Regions from separate parts of the Mus musculus genome. Here regions 2 and 3 are each linked to region 1. A link is a contact called in public Hi-C data. All regions are on one chromosome and are shown on one strand. Each heading gives the region's core, a stretch centred on a gene start, on an enhancer-like site or on the middle of the called end of the contact. The rest is flanking DNA. Distances are from core to core; before and after follow the strand shown. Region 1 overlaps Ephb1 (Eph receptor B1). Region 2 overlaps Ephb1 (Eph receptor B1). Region 3 has its middle 270 kb from the start of Gm31326.

Region 1 (4,188 bases), core at 539-3,038:
TAGTTTTGACACAAGTTCTGGCTTTTTCTACCTATGTGACCAGGGAAAGTAGCCAACCCTTCTGGGATGCTGTACAGCCTGAGCATCCAGTGTAGTAAGGGGCGACTGTCCATGGACATCTGATGCATGAGGTATACTTGGATGGGCACTGCCTGTGTGTTAACTACTGTTCTCACTGTGTGCTAACTACTGTTTCTGCTGTGCTCAGCTCTAGAGAGCAAGTCATTGACCAGACACACTTGAGGCTGAAGGGAAATCCAGACAGACCACAGTAGAGGGCTAAAGCAGTCCAGCTTAGCTGAGGCCAGGGATTCTGCAGAAGCGGTAAGGGTGAGAAAGCAATCAAGGAAGTTTGGCTTGTCCTGCACACACATACACTGACTTTCTGTGTTCATGTGATAAGTGTCAAAGCTGTCACCCAAACACATCACTCCTTAGGCCATGGTGAATTTCTTTTCCACCCATCATGCTAAATACCAGATCTCACCGCATAGCACTGGTCTGTGCCTGGACAGGGAATCACTCCACAATCCCTGAAACTAAAAGAACCAGACAATAGAAGCTATACCAAGGGGCATCAGACACTGCCTTCCTTCCTCCCAAGATCCATGCTTCAGCTGTAGCCAAACTTTTATATTGAACACTCTTACATTCAAATCACTGATATCTCTGGTGGAGTTCAGCAAGAATGCCTGGTACGTGTATAAATGGTTAATCTACAGGATGAGGGAGAAGCAACACTAAGCAGCAGAGTGCATTTTATCTGGCTGCCTCTCCAGGGCTGAGAGAAATAAAGGCCACCTGGCCCAGACCTCCCTCCCCCAGCGCATGCCCAACTTTCTGCAAGGAAGACAGTCCTGATTTCCCCTGCGGATTCTGGCAGGCTTCTGTGGTGGGAGATGTCCTTAGCTCAAATGCCAGAAACATGACAAATACCTGGAGGGCAGGCTTAGGCTGCCCTGCAAGGGATGCTCTGTCCTCACAATCCCCCAGAACACAGATGCACTCACTGGCTGTAGCAATATGGTAGCATGGCAGAGAAGAGAGGTGGAAATCATCTGACGAACCAGTAACTGCCAAACACAGAAATGTCAGTGGGTGGTAGCTCACTGTGTCCTTGAAGGAGAGGTTGTTGCCACATCTTGAGATAGACCAACTTCTCCAAAGGGAAAGAGCTTTCGCTTTTTCAAAATACTTGAGTTGGGTCAGGGAGATAGCTCAGTCGGTAAAATGCTTGCCTCGCAACCACGAGGACCGGGGTTTGATTCCCAGAAACAATATAAAGAAGGCCAGATATGTTGGCCTGCACTTGTAATCCCAATGCTAGACAAGGGCATATGCCTGGGGCTCATGGTCAGCCAGCCCAAACTACTTGGTGGGCTTGTGGCCAATAACAGACCCCACCTCAAAACAGTGTGGACAACTCCTGAGTTAAGGTAAGAGAGGACAGGATGGGTGTCAGTGTGTGTGTGTGTGTCAGAGAGAGAAAGAGAGAGAGAGAGAGAGAGAGAGAGAGAGAGAGAGAGAGAGAGAGAGATGCTCATGTGAGAACTTATCAGCATTAGTGTGCAAAACTAGGAGACAGAGGCGACTAGGTGGAGAAAGTCCTTAAGTAAAGGGACTTGAGGCTTGCTTATCTTTTGTGTGTGTTTGTTGCAGAGGGTGAGGGATGGAGGTGTAGTTCTGAATTTCAAAGAGCTGGTTTGGGAGTCTGGGAGTGTCCTCCTCTGCCAAGTCTGGAGCAGACCCCAGGGGCTGTCAGCAGCAGCTGTTGACTGCTCCCTCTCGCATGTAAAGTGGCCGTGCCAGCCCCGCTGGCGGGCAGCCTCAAGCCCTTCTGCCACCTTGTACTGTTGGGCCTCACTGAACATGGAGCTCGGCCTGTCATCACCACTCCCTCCATCTCAGCAGGTGGCTGGGCCTTCCAGAAGAGCCACCCTGGGCAAGGAAGTGACAACTTGTCATGGCCAGCTCTTCTTGGTTGAGAAGCCAGGGGCACACTGACCTCTGGGGGCAGAACAAAGGGAAACACAGAGTCAGGGGAGCAAGGGGTTGTGTCTTCCCACCCAAGGATTTTAAATTTCTCCTCTGTCTGTTTATTTGTTTGTTTGTTTGTTTTTGTTTTTGTACCACACAGGTGGTGGTGTCTTCTCAAGCTCAATGGTAATTACAGTGCCGGTCACGATTACTTAACTTATCTCTGGTTGTATGACAGGAAATCTATTAGGTTAGAGGATGCTGACCAGCCCCATGAGGGGACAGAACAGGAAGTTGATGACATTGCAGCAGGCAAGGCATTCACAAGCCAGGTAGGTCTTGCTGCTAGAAGAGGAAATCTGGACCTGAAGCTAAGGCCAGTCCATCCACATGTCTGCAAAGTGTCGTAAGGGTCCCTTACTTTCCAATGTAGGTATTAAGAAAGGGCACAGAGAAACAGTGACTTTCTCTGCTGGGTGTTAGGTAACATAAAAGAGAATTCTTAGCATGCTGAAGAATACGGAGGTTCAGTAGGAAGGAATCAACATCCTTGTGGACAGAGAAAGGCTGAAGAGACCCTTGCTTCTGGACCAGGCTTTGCACAGCATCCTGTATCACTTCCCCCAGAGATGCTGAGGGTACGGGTCTGCACACTGCAGGCAATGATATATTACTCCTGCTCATCTTTGCTGTGATCAAATGCCTGACAGAAACAAGTTCCCAGAGGAATCCTTTATTTGGGCTTGCAGTTTCAGAGGTGGTAATCCATCTTGGTGTGAGGGGCGGAGCTGAACAACTCTTATCATGGCTGGCAAGAAACAGAAAGGCACACAGGAAAAGGCCAGGGTTAAAAACAACTTCCAGGGACCAACTTCCTCCAACTAGATCCCACAGAACAGACCTCTATGCAGTACCCATTCTGTCCCCAGCCGGGTACAGGGGACATAGCAGTAATGAGACTCAGCTCCTACCTCAAGAAGAAAAGTTTATCTCTGCAGCCACCCAGTCAATACATTTTTTTTGTCATGGTGAGGACAGATACAGCACACAGCCTTCTGCTCTCACCCACTCTATGAAGAAGGGCGGCTTTCCAAGGCCAAGCACTGGTCTCAGGACTCAGCCCCCTGCTGAGCACTCATCTTAGAGGAGCTTCCACGTGACTGGCATGGTCATGATGTCTCTCTCCACCAGATTCTGTGAGAGAAAGTCTCTGTGGGATCACACGGGAATCCAGGCACTAAAGAATACTGACCGTAGTGACCACAGACTTAGTCACAAAATGCTCCAATCATGGTGCAGGCATCTCTTAAAGTTTGAAAATGATAGGCTTATGACTAAGAGTGTCACACAGTGGGTCTGAATTTCATAAGCCTACTGCTCCAAAAGGTTTATGTTATAGAAAATACATCGGAATTTTAATGGGCCATGCATATAACCTATTGATCATGCTATTGTTATCATTAAAGAAAGATCTACTAAGAGTTAGGAGTTGGACTATGTCACCCACAAGAAGATACACCCATCTTCTAACCTGTTATTGTGTCACTTGGATTCTGGAGGATATAATCAAGAAAAGATGAGGTCATCTTGTATTGGAATCTGGCCCTAAATGTAATGCTGGCTTCTTTATAAGAAGGTCGTGTCAGAAAGGGGTAAGCATCCTCTGAAGACCTGAGGCAGAGGTGCAAGTGGGGGTTCTGCATGACAGACAGGTCACTTCTAGGAATAAGAAAGAAAAGACATTCTGCTCTCTGGCCTTAAAGTGAAGCATGGTCTTAAGGAAAGAGGAACCTCTGGCTTATAGCCTCCAGAACTGAGAAACTGAATTTCTGGTCTTTAAAGCCAGATTACAGACCCCAAAATCAACTGACAGGGACTCACAGGAACTCGAAGAGATCAGGGAGCCTGCTGGGATTAGATCTAGGTCCTCTACATATATGTCATGACTGAAGAGCTTGGTGTTCTTGTGGGAATACTAACAGTGGGAGCAGGGGCTATCCCCAATTCTTTTGCCTATTTGTGGGACCCCTTTCCTCAGACTGGGTTCCCTCCTCCAGTTTTGATGTGAGGGCATGTGCCTTGTCTTATTATAGCTGTTATGCTGTGTTTGGTTGACATCCCCCTGCTATTTTCTAAAGCGAGACAAAAGGGGGATGGGTCTGGGGGAGACAGGAAGTGGGAAGGAGAGGCTAGGGGAGGGAGGAAAAACCA
Region 2 (4,188 bases), core at 723-3,222, 250 kb after region 1:
AAAGCCTCAGGACTATACTAGGTCCTGAATTTCTGTCATTCCAAGAAGCTCTGGGGATGATCTATAGACTTTCCAACTTCCAGAGCCAGCTTCGGGTGACCTCATTTCCTCCCCAGCCCTACATGCAGAGATGAGCCTGGTTCACTTGCAGGTAATGTGGACACAGACAGCCTTCACCAGGCTGAGTAAGCACCTAGGAAGCAAAAGGTTCTCTGGTACCTGGATGGCTTCTAGAACCCAGAGCAAACCTTGCCATGCTCTTCTGAATCAAATTACATCTCCAAAGGAACTATCTGCCCCATATCATCACATAGCTGCTACAGTGGAGTGTCAACCTCTTTTGCTAGCAGATACTCTGGCTGTTATCACAGCCAGCAAGGAGAATATACACAGGCCACCCAAAGGCCAAGAGCTGTCTCTAGGGAAAGGTCAAGCTTGCTCCTCTCAATGTTCATTTCAAAGCCCTAACAGCAAAGTAGGATTTGCTCTGGATGGTTTGACTGTGTCCTTTGCCCATATCCTACTATGGCTTTTTGGTTGTCTTCATCCCCCTGCAATGAGGAAGACCTGGGAGCATCAGGGTTCTGTCAACACAGGTGTCCGTGGCAACAGGAAGTAAAAGAAAACCTAGACTAACTGAGCTCCCTGGGGCCCAGAACAGAAAGATACAGGTAGGCTTGGATTTAGAGAGGGTTCCTTCTCACTGACTCCCATATAGTCAAGGAAGTCTGTGAACCTTCAGAACCTGCAGAAAGGGACTTACCAACAACAGAGAGCTATAGAACTGAACCCACCAAAGACCTGGACTTGGGCTTCCTTGCCTCCAAAACTGTAGGAAGTGAGTTTCAGCCCATTATAAAGTACCATATCTGTGGTGACATTCTGTCCTAGAAGACCCAGCAGACGAGGAAATGAGTGTGGCTGAGATGGCACACAGCCCTTGAGGAGTCCTCAATGCTGACCAGAAAGTCACATCCAGACTCTACTATCTACTCTCCCTCTCTCTCTGGAACACAGCCTTAGCACCCACACAGCCCCACTGCAACCTATGTGCTACTCAAATGGTTTGCAAAGGGTTCTCATGTTCTCTGGGTAGAGGGGATGGGTCGAGCCAGATGATGATGACCAACAAAAACTTCTAGGCAGCTACAAGGTGCAAAATGGTGTAAGGACATCTAAGAACCAGAAGCAAAACCAAGGTCGCTTGAAAGGCTCAATATTCCTGAAAACATATATATTCTAAAGAGTGGTTAACTTCAGCTTCATCTAGTCTTAGAACCAGAGGCAGATGGTAGCATCTCAAGACCTAAGTCTGAACTGGGCTAGTCCTCTCTATGGGCATTTCACCCCCATCCACTCATTCACTCAGCTCCAGACCTCATAGGTTTTCATGACCAAATGCCAGTGCAGTCAATGGCCACCTTCAGGCCCCTACTGGCCTCTCAGCCCAGAGATACTTCCACTACTCACACCATAATGCATATTTAAAGTCACAGATGACCAGCCTTCAAGCAAAAGAATACAGACTTCTTCCTAGACTGCTCTCCTACCTGAAGTGTGTTATCATTCAGTGGTGTGGGACTACCCGAGACAGTCACAGCTGTCAACAGTAGGGAATGGGGTTTTCCTCAAGGCAGAAGTGTAAAACCTAAGGGGATCTGGACCCTGACATCTGCATCCTGGGCTGCTTTTGGAGCCCAACATTTGGAGGCTATGTAGCCAAGGGGCATCCTTCCATCCCCACTTACCCATGTTCAGAGTGTCACAGCCCATTACATCCAGCCAATTACTTATGCCTCCTCTCTGGAGGGCACTGGGCAGGGCCACTGCAGGAAGCTGAGGAGACCCCGGGTGGTTTCCCAATGAAGTCGCCTATTGGGAAATCCTATTACGAAGCTCATCTTACAGAGCCGTGTGGTGTTAATGACCTTGGCCTCCCTTGGCCCTGAGAATTGCTGGTCTCCCTGGGGCTTGAGGGAAGACCATCTGGGCTGTGGACTTCCTCTCACCAGCTGACTGTTCCCAGGCCAGGGGCGGGTGGAAGTGCTCCTCAGAGGCCTTGAATTCAGCGACCTTGGATGTGGCTGTCAGCATACGGGCCCGACTCGTGCGCATGTCCACGGGAGCACATATGCACATGAACACGCTCCTCGGGCCAGCCCTTCTGCAGTACCTCAGCAGGAACTGGCAGAGAGCCCAAGGCTGAGGCCAACAACCCTAAGTGGGAGGGGAACAGGCTCTGGAAACCTTTTTTGAACTAAATTAGACACATTTTTCTCTACCTTCAAACCCTGCAGATTTTTTTTTCTTTCATCTCAACTCCCCTAGGGTTATAAAGTGGCTCATCTTAGCTGTTCGAGTTGATAAAGGCATCGGAACTGTTGAAAGGTTCAAAGTGTCCCTTGGGTCTCCATGCATGATATGGAGGTGGAAAATTTAAAAAAAAAAAAAAAAAAAAAAAAAGTCCCTACTTGTTTCGTGAGGTGGAGGTAAAGATGCAACCACCGTAGGAAAGGAGGCCCTTTGGGAGATGTCAGGTAAGTGTCTGCACAGGTAGGGTTGCCAATTCCAAGGCACAGCTTCCACGGAGCGGTGGGGAGCCAGAGAGGCACGGAACAGAGAATTGCTCAGTTCTCCGGGACACTCAAAAGCCCTGTGAGCACCCGTGGTGCTCGTTGGACTTGAGAGTTCCCGGCAAAAGCACCAAAGCGTCCCAGGTACCCAGCCTCAAGTGTGAGAAAGGAATGGGATTCCTAAAGGTGTGGCCCTGCCTGCTGCCGAGAGCAGTACCAGCCACTCCCTAGTCTGCTTGGGGCTTCTGGTACCAAGTTGCTGGTGCTAGCCCTCTGCAGGAAAGCCTATTCTTTTCTGTAACTTCTGGCCAGTCAGCTTCCTGCCCCTCCCTCAAATACTCAGAACTCCTCTGGGGCTGCTGACCAGCTAGAACACCTAGTCAATTAGGCTCTGGCCTGCAGCCCCATCTGCTAAGGTTAGAATTCTTCTCTGGGCACCATAGCTCAGGACCTTTGCCATAGGTCAAGGTACCTGGGACAGTCAGGAATGTAAGCAAAAAGAAATGATAGGCATGGCCGTGTATCTTAGTTTTGAAGCCACACTCCACCGCCACCACCTCATGCCCTGTGCCTGAAAAGCTCATATGACAGATCCTTCTGGAAGCTCTAGGGAACGTTTGCAAAGTCAATCCTTCAGAGACCTTCCTAGGGTAGAACATAGCCGCCAACTAGGGCCTGCTCTGGAAACCATGGACACCCAGAAGTTATGATGCAGTCTCACCTGCTTTGACAGAAGAATAAGGGATCTGCTCCGAGCAGGCCTTTAAGAACGGATTATCAGTTCCAGCCCTGTGCTGGTTAGTTTTTGCCAACTTGATACAAACCCGGTCGCATTTGAGAAGGCAGGATCTCAATTGAGGAACTGCCTCCATCAGACTAGCCTAGAGGCACGCCTGTAGGGGCATTCTCTTGATTAATAATTGATGTGGGAGGCCCCAGATCACTGGGGTATGAGCCCCCCCCCCCGAAAAGGTAGGTGGCCTAAGAATACAACCTGGCTGACTCATGGGGAGAAAGCCAGTAAGCAGCATTCCATCATGGCCTCAGCTTTTGGTTTTCGGTTTAAGCTCCTAGCTTGTCTTCCCCTGGAGATGGACTATAATTGGGAGTTGTAAGCTGAGGTACAATGCCCTCAAGTTGCTTTTGGTCATGGTGTTTTATCACAGCATCAGAAACCTTAACTAAGACACAGCCCCACCATCTTCCCCTTAGGCTAAGCTTAGCCAATATCACATTTTAAGGGCTTGCTCCACACCATCTCATGGCCTGCCTGGCACAAGAAGACCTAGACTGCATGGGGCCCACACAAAGACTCGTTTCACCACCAACTTTAGCAGGAGGAATGTGGCGCAGAGAGAGAAAGCTGTGCTTTCTTGTTAGATCCCTGAGCTATGAGCACATGACCTAAAGTTGAAATAGACAAGCCATCTTCCAAGCAATTAACTTCTACTGACTGACACATGATGAAGTCAGAGTCGATGGGGGGGATCAACATGCCCATGCGCTTCGGCATGTGTGTGTACAGAACGGATGAGTCAGAGGCAGGCGCTTAGCCACAGAACCCTCTAGAACTATGGTTCTCAAACTTCCTAATCTGAGACCCTTTAATATAGTT
Region 3 (4,188 bases), core at 522-3,021, 230 kb before region 1:
GTAACACAGGAATTCTGCCAGGGGAATGTAACAATTGGTCCAGGCACTATGCACAGCATTGTGGAGGCTCCTCCCCAGACAAACAAAACTCAAACTACTTTATGATGTACTGATCCCACTTCTGGGCTATCTATCCAACAGAAGTGACATCACCATCTTAAAGAAGTGTCTGCATTCTCATGTCCATTGCAAGACTCTCCACAGTAGCTGAGATGGAAAATACCAAGCAGATGCTTATGAGCAGGTGAGCACATGAAGCCATTCTGAGACATGTGAAAATGTTTGTAGAAGCACACTCACTCTGAAACACTTACAAGGAGATATTGTTCAGCTTTGAAAGGAAGGGGATCTTGACGTGCATGAGAACAAGCATAGGCTTGAAGGAAACGAAAAGCAAAACAAGCCAGACACAGGGAGGCAACTCTATATGAGGCATATGAGCATTTAAGGTGATGCCCATAGGTGCAGGGAGCAGAATGGGCCTGAGGTAGGAGAAATGGGGAAACAGATGTTGATCAAATGTATAGACTTTTACTTACAAGTTGAGCAAGTTTTTAATATATAACTCACAGCACAATGACTCCAACTAAGAGCAACAGATACACTTGAAATTGGCCAAGAAAATGGATGTTTTCCAACAACAAATGAGTTCACTATGCGATACAATGTATATGTTGATTACCGTGATTGTGGTGATGACTTTTACAGTGTGTACATGTATTACGTCACTGCATTCTACACTTTAACTATAAAGGACTTTCTATCTTTGCCTCAGTAAAAGCTGAAAACAAAACTCAGTTATTTTTTTCCTTGTCATTTCCTAGTCACTGAACTAGGAAACATTGTGTAACTTCACTTAAATCCAAGGTCTTTAATAATCATCTAGAAATAAGAATAATAGCACTAGCTGATTCTAAGCATCTAATTAGTTCATGTAAAACAGTCATCATGCAAGAAGCATGAAATAAGTGGTAGCCACCACTACAAGCTCTTCCTCACTGACATGTTATATATAATATGCACCTTACACACTTCCCACTGTCTGAGACACTCTCCACATTTACTTTAACTCTCTACTGACTTTTTCTGAACCCTGAGTTCAGACCAGTTGCTGTGTGTGTGTGCCTGTGTGTGCCTGTGCCCCAATTCAGTGTTTTACCTAGCTAAGGGGTTTAACAAGCAAAGATAGTTATGGAATGAATGATTCTCTGCTGTTTAAGATCTGACGGGAAGGAACATCTCAAAGGAGGAGGGACATTTCCTAGCAAGAAGATGAATTTGACTAACAGGCTTTTTGGACCTCTTAAGAACATTCTAGATAAAAGCCAGATTCAGGCTTTCTCTGTTCTCAGACCTGTGTGGCAACACGATTTTGGTTTGGGAGAAATGCAAGAAACAAGGGCCAAAATATTCAAGCTATAAGTGGGCCCCTTATCATGGATGAAGCATCTGACCTTGGTCTTTGTCTCAAGTCTAGCTCCCGGGGCACTTGGGTCAGTGCCTGGCCTGAGTCTCTGTTGGAGAGCTGGTCCCCATCTGGAATGGAATTAAAATCCCCAATATTTGACTGGCGGGATATCTCAGACCTTGCCAAAAGCCCAAACAAATGAAAGACAGCATCAGAAGTTGGCTGTGGTCCTGGATCTAAGTTGGGGCACTTAGGGCCTTGCCAAGGGACTGGAATTGGGGTGCGCCTGAGATGGCTGTGATTAGATGATTGGATAGTGAGGCATGACAGACCCGCCATCCACAGAGCTCTGTACTGTGACATTATGAGAACTGGTGCCAGGGACATGTGCTCCCTCTCTTGCTACCTAATCAGCAATTACGATCTGCCCTGCCTTCTCAGAGGGGCTCTGGACATCAGCCACCTGCTGCAGGACACGGCGGCTTCAGAGCTGGGCTGGGAGCCATTGGCCTTCTCGTCACTAGTCTTAAACTGCAGTTCAAGCTGCCATGAGTGCCTCCCTGGGCAGTCATAGAGGAGCTGGTAGTGGTTGGTTTAAGAATTTAAGCTGAAATGGAATCTGTAACACCAGAATTTGAAACAATAATCTTGGACATTCTTGATTTTGTTTTCAGAAGGTCTAGAATCAGCCAGCTTTGTGACTAAGATCAAATTGGTCTCGCCTCTCCCCTGCTATAGAAGCTAGACACGGTCTTTGCTTGACTCTTAGGTTTTCTAGGGGGATATACCACATAGGCTTTAACGTCTCATCCCATTTTAGCATTTTTAATAGCGTATCTTACTCATCCCTGTGTCCCAGAACCTAGCAGAGTATGTGGTAGATACTGGTCTTTCAACAACGACATGCATTAAGTACTTTTTGATCATCAGATACCTTGCTAAGCACTTCACCAGCATTAGTCCCTCAGTAAATCCCCACAGACTCACAGAGGACGGGGAATGGAAATTGGGGGTGAGCCATTTAGTCATTCATTTACCCAAGACCATTCAGCTAGCTAAGATGTGTATGCATGTATGTGCATATATGTGTGTTTGTGGGTGCAAGAGTATTCACGCACATGTAGATGCTGGAGAAGAACCCCCCCCCCCCTGTCATTCTCAGGAGCACCATCCATCTCCTTGGAAACAGGCTCTCTCATTGGCTTGGAGCATAGTTGTGAGGCGAGGCTGGCTTCCCAGCATGCTCAGGGATCCTCTTTGTCTCCGTCTCCTCATCACCAGAGGTACATGTTCTCGCTGCAATCCCAAACTTGTGTTAGATGGGTTTGGGGGATTGAACTCTGGCCTCCATGCTTGCAAAGGAAATGTGTCATCCTGACCCAGCCATCTCTGCCCCACCCTGAAATCAGTTATTTCTTGCTCTCACGTTCATGGTTCTCATCACTACACTGCCCCGTGTCATCAAGGAACAAATAGTATTTATTCAGATAGTCCGGATTTGGTGTGAGCTTAATATCGTAACATGAAAAACACCTCGATTGATCTTTGCATTGTTGGTGACTAGGCCATCTCACGTGCCACCGAGAGGGAGGAGGCTAAGCCAGAAACTCAGCACACAGCCTGACAAAACCGGATGAAGCTTCCCAGCATCAAAAGTTAGTCGAGATTTCCCTTCTGGCTCTTTTGGGGGAAATACTACCTTTAAGGATCTTTTTTGTCATCCCAGAAACTGGCGGGGTCCTGATCTTTCAATGTAGGAGGTTGATTGGGGAAAAAAAATATGGCTAAGTTGTTTTAGAAGCAGGTCTCCAAAGTGGGCTGAATATTAGGTCTGAACATTCACTTCTTCAACCTTAGTCCATTGAGTGAGTCCATTGAGTCCATTGAGTCCTGTCTGCTGCTCCTTCAGAATAAGGAGATGAGCAAGAGACAGGGAACAGGTACAGGCACAAATGTGGAGCCACAGGCAGCTCACCTCCAGCACAGGCCTCTGTGAACTGAAGAAGAAAAAGGTGGTGGGTTTAGCCCTCAAATAGGGAGCAAAAGTGGCCAGAGGCTAGGTGAGTCTGAGAAAGGACAACAGAGATTCAGCCAGGATTGCTGGGATGGAGGCAAAAGTGACCTTCAGGAGTGTGTGCCTGTCATTGAGTGTTCATTAGGAGTCTGGATGTCAACCATGGTAACAGACTAGGGGGTACAGACCTGAGTGTGGTGGACACTGTTGTAAGTTTCCTCTTACAATTGCAATACTCTTCCTGTGGCCCTGGGGCCCTTATGTAATTGAGAGTGGTATCTTCATCTCAGGGTACCTAAAGTTCTTGGCCAAAGCAGTCAGGCAGAAGTGTTTCATTCATACCAGCCCACAATGACTAAGTAAGGAACATCCAACTCAAACAACAGTAGATGAGGGCAGAACCTCTGAGCCAGGCTATTAGCTTATCAACTATATTAGATACCTTTCTTGTTGGTGGGGCAAAATATCTAACTAATGAAACTTAAGAAAGAAAGGTTTTTCTTTCAATTGGCTCACAGTTCGAAGGTACAGTCCTTCATGGTAGGAAAGGCATGGACGAGGCAATCCCTCTAGATCTTGTGGCATGAGCATGAGCCACTGGTCACAGTGTGTCTGCAGCATCAAATCAGCGAATCACAGTTTAATGTGCAGCCCCTGACTTTCTACTTTTGACTCAGGCCAGGACCTCATCATTGGGATGCATGGGAAGACCACCATGTTCACGGTGGGCCTTCCCACCTCAGTTAAAACTGAGAGAGCATGCTCA

What was found. A called contact is a pair of places that touch in the nucleus more often than the background predicts.
Region 2: a Hi-C map of cerebellum shows a contact between it and region 1, with 1.6 times the contacts expected there. The contact joins two enhancer-like sites. A contact is called at or near these places in 2 of 484 Hi-C or Micro-C datasets (cerebellum and embryonic stem cells) and 1 of 9 other capture datasets (pancreatic islet).
Region 3: a contact with region 1 is called in a Hi-C map of cerebellum, with 1.9 times the contacts expected there. The contact joins two enhancer-like sites. A contact is called at or near these places in 2 of 484 Hi-C or Micro-C datasets (cerebellum and nephron progenitors), 1 of 115 datasets of contacts at active chromatin or transcription factors (trophoblast stem cells) and 2 of 9 other capture datasets (adipose tissue and liver).

The regions. Positions count from the first base shown.
Region 1 is chr9:101,937,388-101,941,575 of GRCm38.p6, forward strand. The region is part of intron 12 of Ephb1 (Eph receptor B1); the gene reads right to left. Among named protein-coding and RNA genes, the nearest start is that of Gm31326, 45 kb to the right of the region's middle. Within about 2 kb of position 1,789, at least 11 of the 459 cell types and tissues checked have an H3K27ac peak or open chromatin away from gene starts, as enhancers often do. A contact at or near this core is called in cerebellum, where this site is marked.
Region 2 is chr9:102,187,534-102,191,721 of GRCm38.p6, forward strand. All of the region lies in intron 3 of Ephb1 (Eph receptor B1), which reads right to left. Among named protein-coding and RNA genes, the nearest start is that of Gm31233, 21 kb to the right of the region's middle. Within about 2 kb of position 1,973, at least 18 of the 459 cell types and tissues checked have an H3K27ac peak or open chromatin away from gene starts, as enhancers often do. A contact at or near this core is called in cerebellum, where this site is marked.
Region 3 is chr9:101,709,135-101,713,322 of GRCm38.p6, forward strand. No RefSeq gene overlaps it. Among named protein-coding and RNA genes, the nearest start is that of Gm31326, 270 kb to the right of the region's middle. Within about 2 kb of position 1,772, at least 7 of the 459 cell types and tissues checked have an H3K27ac peak or open chromatin away from gene starts, as enhancers often do. A contact at or near this core is called in cerebellum, where this site is marked.